Linked DNA regions of Sus scrofa: region 1 is linked to region 2. A link is a contact called in public HiChIP or PLAC-seq data. All regions are on one chromosome and are shown on one strand. Each heading gives the region's core, a stretch centred on a gene start, on an enhancer-like site or on the middle of the called end of the contact. The rest is flanking DNA. Distances are from core to core; before and after follow the strand shown. Region 1 has its middle 93 kb from the start of ZNF330. Region 2 has its middle 48 kb from the start of IL15.

Region 1 (4,121 bases), core at 1,521-4,020, 310 kb before region 2:
GCTCATCTGGCACCATGCCAGTAGTGGGGGCATGCATCTTGAGCTTGTCTCTTCAGCCCTGGGTTTAGAGAACCACTTTCTACTGTCTCTTCCTGTTAGAAGTTCATTGCCCCTTAACTAGAGTCCTCTTGATCAGGGTTAAAAATGGCTCGAGGCTAGCTCTCTCTTCCACCAGAAATACTTTATTCCATTGCCCAAACAGCTCACAACTGCCCCCCCACCCCACTTTGGTCTTTTTAGGGATGCACCTGCAGCATATGGAGGTTCCCAGGCTAGAGGTTGAATGGAGCTACAGCTGCCGGCCTACACCACAGATATGGCAACTCCAGATCCAAGCCATGTCTGTGACCTACACCACGGCTCACAGCAATGCTTGATCATTAAGCCACTGATCGAGGCTAGGGATCGAACCTGCTCCTCATGGATCCTAGTCAGATTTGTTACCAGTGAGCCACAACGGGAACTCTAGTGCCAATTATTCTTGAGTGTGTGGGTGTGACACAATAAAAGCTGGATCCACCAGGCAGTTTGCTCACTGGTCAGAAAGTTGAGTTCCACAATTCAGATCCATGCAGACTCTCTTTCCTGGGAAACAAAACACAGCTGAGTCCACAAAGCCAAAAACCTTGACTTGGCCTGTGCTGTCACCTCTGGCAAACTCTGCAACTGCCCCTTTTTGCCTTTTATTAAACCTGGCAGATTCCAGTCCTCTGTCTCTCACACTCCAGGGAACAAAACTCAAGTCTCTAAGTTGTCCCAGTGAAGCCCTTTTTGCAAAGGGTAGCACCCCACTCTTTCCCCTTGGAGAAGGTGAAACTCATAGCCTAGTGTCCAAATGCACAGCTCTTCCCAAATCGTATCATCCTCTCCAGTGTCTTGATCCTTTTATGATTCTTCTGTGGTTTTGGAACAGCTTGAATGGTTCTCTGATATTTCTTTTAAAAATCTGCCTTTTGGTTTGACACTTCCTTTTGGAATTTCATATATAGTATATTGCTATGACTTAGCTGTGATTTCCAGTTTTGTCTGTTAGATGGTGTTAGAAAAAGTTTTATACTCTCCTTGGAAGACTGGAGGGTTAGTTATAGACATATACACACACCATTACATAATAGGCATGTTGAAAATTAAGCAGTTTTAAATTATACACAAAGCAAAAAGTTGTATAATAAGAGAAACAAATTGCCATGTCTCCACCCCATGTCCCACCTGCATCATGGCTAGCTACTCCTCACCAGTCAGGGAATGCAAGCAGTAGGGATGGGCCATCTTAGTCCTAAATATTCTTAGCAAATCAGCTTCTTCTTTACAGAAGTATGAAGGTGATGGGGCTTGGATCTGGCCTTGCTGTGGCTGTGGCGTAGGCCATTGGCTATAGCTCCAATTCGACCCCTAGCCTGGAAACTTCCATAGGTGTGGCCCTAAAAAAACAAAGCAAAACAAAACAAAAAAAAAATGAAGTTGAAATCCAAGGAAAAAAAAATGACCTTTAAGAGTCCCATCTCCACTGCTACCTTCTAAAATATTGATTTTATTTTTTAAGATAATAATGTCTCCTTTCCCTTTCCTTTCCTTCCCTTCTCTTCTCTTTTTTCTTTTCAATAACTCAGATCTTGAATGAAGACCATGTTAATAAGTGTATTCAGGATAAGTCTTTTACAGAACTGATACTTTGCTTTGTTATCTCCAACTTCTTTGGCCAGTTAATGCTGTGGGTGTTTTTGACTTAATGGAAAGGCCTGAGGCGTACAGATAAAAGGACTACAGAGCAAGCTTGTTACATGGATTTTCTTCCTAAGTAATACTTATTGCAGAATGTCCCTGGTACTAAGTAAAAATAGGTAAAATATTGGCATTTTCAAAGTCCTAATCTTAGATCAATACAAGTGCCCTGCTCTTGTTTTAACCCTGGCTTAGCACTGCTTGACATCAGAAGTACACCCGATCCCCATTTGGGGGCAAAAAAAATAAATCGCTCTTCCTTGTTCACAAGACAGATCCAGTATGTATTATCCAAAGATTAGCTCTTTATTGCAGTCTCTGAAACAAGTTGAAAAGACAAAAAAAAAACAAAAACAAAAACAAAAACAAAAAAACCAAACCAAACCAAACCAAACAAAACCAAAAAACATGCTGAAAGAGTGAATTTTGAAAATCATACTATTACGGAGTAGTTGAAAATTTAGTTTGCTCCCAGCTGGGGAAAAAAAATTAGCCTGTAAAGCGGGAGTAAAGGAAAAGTTTTAATATATCAAAACTGGCTAAATCTGTCATGCTCAATTGTGCAACAGAGCCAAATGAAATGAACATATTAGTGGCAGTTGAGAAAAATGGCTTTTCAAATTCAGTTTTTATGAGAGTAATTTAGGAAGTGTAGTATAAGAGTCATTAAGTACAAAATACCCCGAATGTCAGCGTCAGTTGTATTTTGCTTTTGTTTGGCTCACTGAGTGACATAGCATACCTTAAATCTGATGAAGAAACTCTTGGAGGCTAAAAAGGGAGGGCCTGACAGCAGACTCTCCAAGCAGCATGGGATATCCTGGGAAAGGGGTCCCTAAAACCACGTTTTCCCACCTTGTGGTGGAGACTGAGAAATCAGAGGAAGCTCTGATTCCAGCCCATGAATGGAATAAAACCAAGAAGAAGCTTCCTGTGAGCTGGTAACCCACTTCCCCCAGGGAAAATCAAGAGGAACTTGGGCAGGACCTGGGAGCTTGTGAGAGAAAATTTCAAGCAGGGAGGCAGGAGTGAGCAATGTGGCTTGAATCATCAGTCTATGACAGAAGGAAACAGCACAACTGTGGCCTAGAGTTTCCTGCACGGTGACATCAGCTGTTGTTCTGAGTTGGGATGAGAAGGAAAAAAATGCCTCCTTCCTCCTGGCTTGTGCTGGCCTGAAAAGTTATAGTGTGTGAAGTGTGACCTCTTGCAAATATTGGTTTGAAAGTATCATCATCTAGAGAGAGTTTAAAAACCAACAACACAAACTAAACCCCAAGATCTCAGGGGGAAACTGACATGTTTATGAGTCCCTATTTACTGCACGCTTGTTGAGTCCTGTACAGTATGACCAAGTTAACCTGACCAGATACTTCCTATTTGTGACCAACTTCAGTTCATCCTAAGTGTACCACATGCCTTGCCCTCAGAGTAAAGCCTCAACCTTCCCACTTGTTGTCCACTAGTTTCATCCTCTTTATTAATACACGATTCTTTATTTTTTAATTTTTAAAAATTATAGTTGATTTACAATGCTGCTGTATAGCAGAGTGACCCAGTTTATATATATATGTGTATATATTTATAACTATATATATAGTTATAAAACTATATATATATATATATACGCACATTCTTTTTCTCACATTATCCTCCATCATGTTCCATACGAGTGACTGGATATAGTTCCCTGTGCTATACAGCAAGACCTCATTGCTTATCTGCTGCAAATGCAGCAGTTTGCAACTACTAACCCTAGACTCCCTGTCCATCCCCCGCCCCCCCTTGACAGCCACAAGTCTTTTCTCCATGTCCATGAATTTGTTTCTTTGCTGTAGATAGGTTCATTTGTGCCATATATTAGATTCCACATGTAAGAGATATCATATGGCATTTGTCTTTCTCTTTCTGGCTTCCTTCACTGAGTATGAGAATCTCTGGTTCCATCCATGTTGCTGCACATTTCCAAAAGAAAAGTAAAAAATCACCTGACCATCTCAATAGATGCAGATAAAGCATTTGACAAAATCCAATATCCATTCATGATAAAAACTCTTACCAAAGTGGGTATAGAGGCAACCTAACATAATCAAAGCCATTTTTGACAAGCCTACAGCGAATATAACACTCAACAGAAAAAAAACTGAAACCCTTCCCTGTAAAATCTGGAATAAGACAAGGATGCCCACTCTCACCACTTTTATTCAACATTGTGTTGGAAGTCCTAGCCACTGCAATCTTACCACAATTCTTTTAGAGACGTTTTCTTGAGTTGCCATAGTTTCTCAGAAAATTGGCTGGAGTTGTCTCACCTCCAAGCCTTTACTTTTTCTTCTACTTTTTTTTCCTTTTTGGTTCTCTCTTGCAATTTCTTCTCTATTCTTTTATTTTATTATTAT
Region 2 (4,644 bases), core at 878-3,377:
ATAGGAATGGAAAAGAATTATACCTTTAAATGTCAGAGCCTTGAGAACAGACTATTCTGTATATTTCAGGATATAGGCACAAAGGTGCAAAGCCAGGATGACTAAGCACAGGCCACAGAGCACAAGGGTTAGAGTTAAATGAATAGATTCAATATGGAGTCAGGTTTGTTCTTCTCTGTTATAATTTCCAGACCCCACTTTGTTGATCTTCTGGCAAGTCCACGTACCTGATGTCTGGGAGATTCTCATCAATATGAATTAAATGAGAATTTTGATATATACCAGACTGTAGAGGGACATGGCCTTCCATCTTGAGACAATCAAATTTGTATTTAAAGGTTTATGTCCTCTGTCTCCATTTATTTCCTCTGAACTTTCCTGCCTTTAGGTGGGTGTCTATGGAGGATTTTATTAGGGTGAAGAAACTAGCTTGTAGCCAAAAGTCTTATGTTGACCCCACATAAGACTTATAAGGGCGAATTACTTTCAATATTCTGTATTCCCATCCACAAACGCAGCCTTTATATCACACCATTCTTCCTCTAGGCACAAAAATCTTTTTTATGAGCTACACAAAGAACACAAGCTTGTCCCTATAAACCAGACTGACTTGTGGATGTAGCAAGAGATGAAGAAGAGACTGGTTGGTGCCGCTCCAGTCCAGCCTACATGAAACCGATCCAGCAGTCACATGGTTCACAGGTGTGGAGGGTGGGCAGGCTGCCTCCCTTTTGAGAGGAGTTCAATGCCACGGTGCTGCAGCCAGTGAGAGGTCCACCTTCTACCACCCGTTCCAGCAATGTCTCCTTGTTTGCGTAGACAGGGAATCCCTTCCAGTGTTTTGGTTCAAAAAAATTTAAAACAACGGCAGTGGTTTTCACAGATGAGCAAGCACAACATCAGAATCTTCAGGTGGCTTAAAATTAAACATATCAGCTCTTGGAAAGACGTGGTCACAATGAGCTTCTAGGATTCCCATGAGTATCCAATTTTAAGAGCTCCCCTCATCTTCCCTGACCACATGTTTTATCTGAAGTCGACCCTGTAGCTACTGCGTCACTGTTTCAGACATAGGTGTGCTGTCCTCTCTGGTAATACACCATCTCTGATACCTTCAGAATTATTTGGAGAACATTTCTTAAAATTCCAAGTGATTTAATATTTGACTGAAGGTACAACCAGGAAGCAAGATACTGGATGAATTCATTCTACTCACCTCATCTTAGCAGACTGCAGCTCCTAAAAATAAACGGCAAAGCTCAATTACCAAAGCTAAGCAATGAGAGCCTGCTGTATAGCATAGGGAACTCTGTCTAATCCCTTGCGATGGAAAACGATGGAGGATAATGTGAGAAAAAGAATGTAGGAGGTCCCGTCGTGGTGCAGCGGAAATGAATCCGACTAGGAACCATGAGGTTGTGGGTTCGATCCTTTGCTTGGCTCTGTGGGTTAAGGATCTGGCATTGCCTTGAGCTGTGGTGTAGGTCACAGACACAGCTTGGATCTGGTGTTGCTGTGGCTGTGGCGAAGGCTGGCAGCTGCAGTTCCAATTAGATCCCTAGCCTGGGAGCCTCCATATGCCGTGGGTGTGGCCCTCAAAAAAAAAAAAAGAAAGAAAAAAAAAGAGAATGTATATGTATGTATAACTGGGTCACTTTGCTGTACAGTAGAAATTGACAGAACATTGTAAATTGACTATAATAGAAACTAATTTATAAAAGAAAGTTGTGGACACTTGAGAAGGAAGAAAACAGTTGACAAAAATGGTTAGATTAGAGTCAGCATATTTCCCCGTAGTAAAAAAAAATTCTTCTGGAATGATTGTCCTGGAATTATTACTAAGAGCACCTCTTTTGGTTAAAAAGTATCTTTGTTTGGATGGTAAATTATATGGGGACCTTAGTTTAACTGGCAGGTGACCCACGTGGTCCCCCTCAGAAAACTGGAAAGCAGGGGAAGAGCTCCGAGGAGAAGCAGAGGTATGTGACCCGGAAGCCCCTTGAAGCCCCCCTGAAAGGAGGGTGGGCCAGAGCAGTCAAAACTGCAGAAAAAGAGTGAGAATTCTGACTGAGAAGACACGATTCAGTGGAGAAATTAGGACACTGGTGACCTCCAGGGAGCAACTTTTGAGCAAAATAGAGGCAGAGGTTGCAATTTCAGTTGAAGGGGAAGTGAGTCAGAGGTTCTGCAATGACCACTTACGCTTTAACAAAAATGTGAGAGTTAAATGAAGGAAAGGAACGGAAAAAATGGGGCAATTATGTGAATGAATTGATCCTAAAAAAAAGAGAAACGGAAATGCGAAAGACTCCCTCTTAAACATATGAAAAAATGCTTAACATAAAAAGGTAATTGAAGTTAGAATTATGCTGCAATATCATTTTAACCATCACACTGGCAAGGGTGAGAGAAAAAAGGCATTCTCATACCACTGGTGGTAGAGAATAAATTATCGTAGTCTGAATGGAGGGTAGCTTGGCAATACGTACAAATATATAAAATGACTGTTTCATCTGACCTAGAAATTTCTACTTTCAGAAATTATCCTACTTTATTCTATTTTTAGATATTCTTGCATAAGTGCAGAATGACTTTAAATAGGATATTTCATGTAGAATTATGTGTGACACTAAATATTGGAAATAATGCTTTTCAGTAGGGAACTGGATAAATAATAACAGAAAAATGGTGAGTGCTTACTATGTATTAGACACCATTTCAAGTGCTTTATTTGTTTGGGTCATTTTATTTCCTCCCAATAAACCGGTTGAGCTCAAATGAGCATCATCCACCTTTTGTAGATGAGGAAACGGAGGCACACAGAGATAAGGAACTTGCCGAGGGGAATATGGATCTGGGATTGGAATTCAGAGCTTAGTCTCATAACTCTCATAACCACTGTTACAAACATACTTTGTTCTGTAAAAGAATGAGGTCTTTTAATGTTAGTCTTCAAAAAAATGAGGTAGCACTATATAGATTTATATAAAATAATCTCTGAGGTAGAACTATAAGGTTTATATAAAATAATCTCTGAGGTAGAACTATAGAGATTTATATAAAATAATCTCTGAGGCATAAAATAATCTCTGAAGTAGAACTCTAGAGATTTATATAAAATAATCTCTTTTGAGTGAAAAGAGGATGGTGCAAAACGTTTTGTTGAATATGCTGTCCTGTGTTTGAAAACATATATTTATGCTTGTCTATACATAGACTCCTTCTGGAAGACTGTGCAAGAAATAGGTGTTGTCTCTGAGAAGGCAGGTGGTGGATGCGAGGCAGAGAACAGAGGCAGCAGAAGACTTAGGGTTTTACTTGATACTCTTTTGTATCTTTTGGATTTTATACTATGTATTTCCATTACTTTTTTAACTTCATATATATATATATATATGTGTATATATATATATATATATGAAGTTGCTTTTTAGGGCCGCACCTGCAGCATACGGAAGTTCCCAGGTGAGGGGTCAAATCGGTGCTGCAGCTGCCAGCCTATGCCATACCCACAGCAACGTGAGATTCTTAACCCACTGAGCGAGGCCAGGGATTGACCCTACATCCTCATGGATACTAGTCTGGTTCATAATCCTCTGAGCCACAATGGGAACTCGCTTTCTAATTAGTTTCTTAAAGTAAAAATAAAATAAGAGCGATATAAAAACAATAAAATAAAATGTAGGTAATTGTGACAAATTGTAGGGGTTAAATGATAAAAACCTGGGTTAGAAGGAATTAAAATGGGTGAAATGGTTGCATGTAGGACAAGGGCTTAAAGAAAAGGAATGTGTTGGAGTTCCCATCGTGGTGCAGTGGTTAACGAATCCAACTAGGAACCATGAGGTTGCAGGTTTGATCCCTGGCCTTGCTCAGTGGGCCGAGGATCCAGTGTTGCTGTGACCTGTGGTGTAGGTTGGGGACGCAGCTCGGATCCAGCGTTGCTGTGGCCCTGGCATAGGCTATAGCTCCGATTAGACCCCTAGCCTGGGAATCTCCATATGCCGCAGGAGTGGCCCTAGAAAAGGCAAAAAGAGACCAAAAAGAAAAAAAAAAGAAAAGAAATGTGTTGAGGCAATGTGAAGCTTTAGAGAAATACCACCCTTTTTTTTTTTTTTTTTATTGGGTAAAAAACACATAACATGAGCTCTACCCTCTTAACAAATTGTTAAGTATATTGTATAGCATTGTTAATTATATATACATTTTCGTACCACAGATTTCTAGAACTTGTTCATCTTGCATGACTGAAACTCTATCCCTATTTGTATTAGTCAGTTCAGGCTCCTACAACAAAGTACATTAGATGGGATGGCTTCAACAGCAGCCATTTATTTTCTCACAGTTGTGAAGGCTGGAAGTCCAAGATCAAGGAGCAAGCATTGTGGGTTTCTAGTGAGGACTTCATCCTGGCCAACAGGAAGCTGTCACCTTGCTGTGTACTCCCAGGACTTCTTCCTGGAGGAAGGGCAGAGAGCAATGGAGACAGAGTCAGAGACAGAGAAGGGGCACATTCTCCCATGTCTGTTCTTACAGGACACGAATCCCATCAGACCAAGGCTCTACTCTACTGAACTCATGTAACTTTAATCACCTCCTTAAACGCCCTATCTCCACAACCTTGACATAAGGGATTAGGGCGTC

The links. HiChIP or PLAC-seq counts read pairs in DNA pulled down with a chosen protein or histone mark.
Region 1: a contact with region 2 is called in an H3K27ac HiChIP or PLAC-seq map of alveolar macrophages. The contact joins two enhancer-like sites. A contact is called at or near these places in 4 of 47 Hi-C or Micro-C datasets (embryonic fibroblasts, retroperitoneal adipose tissue and skeletal muscle) and 1 of 2 datasets of contacts at active chromatin or transcription factors (alveolar macrophages).

The regions. Positions count from the first base shown.
Region 1 is chr8:85,941,565-85,945,685 of Sscrofa11.1, reverse strand. No RefSeq gene overlaps it. Among named protein-coding and RNA genes, the nearest start is that of ZNF330, 93 kb to the left of the region's middle. Within about 2 kb of position 2,770, at least 1 of the 83 cell types and tissues checked has an H3K27ac peak or open chromatin away from gene starts, as enhancers often do. A contact at or near this core is called in alveolar macrophages, where this site is marked.
Region 2 is chr8:85,628,439-85,633,082 of Sscrofa11.1, reverse strand. No RefSeq gene overlaps it. Among named protein-coding and RNA genes, the nearest start is that of IL15, 48 kb to the left of the region's middle. Within about 2 kb of position 2,127, at least 3 of the 83 cell types and tissues checked have an H3K27ac peak or open chromatin away from gene starts, as enhancers often do. A contact at or near this core is called in alveolar macrophages, where this site is marked.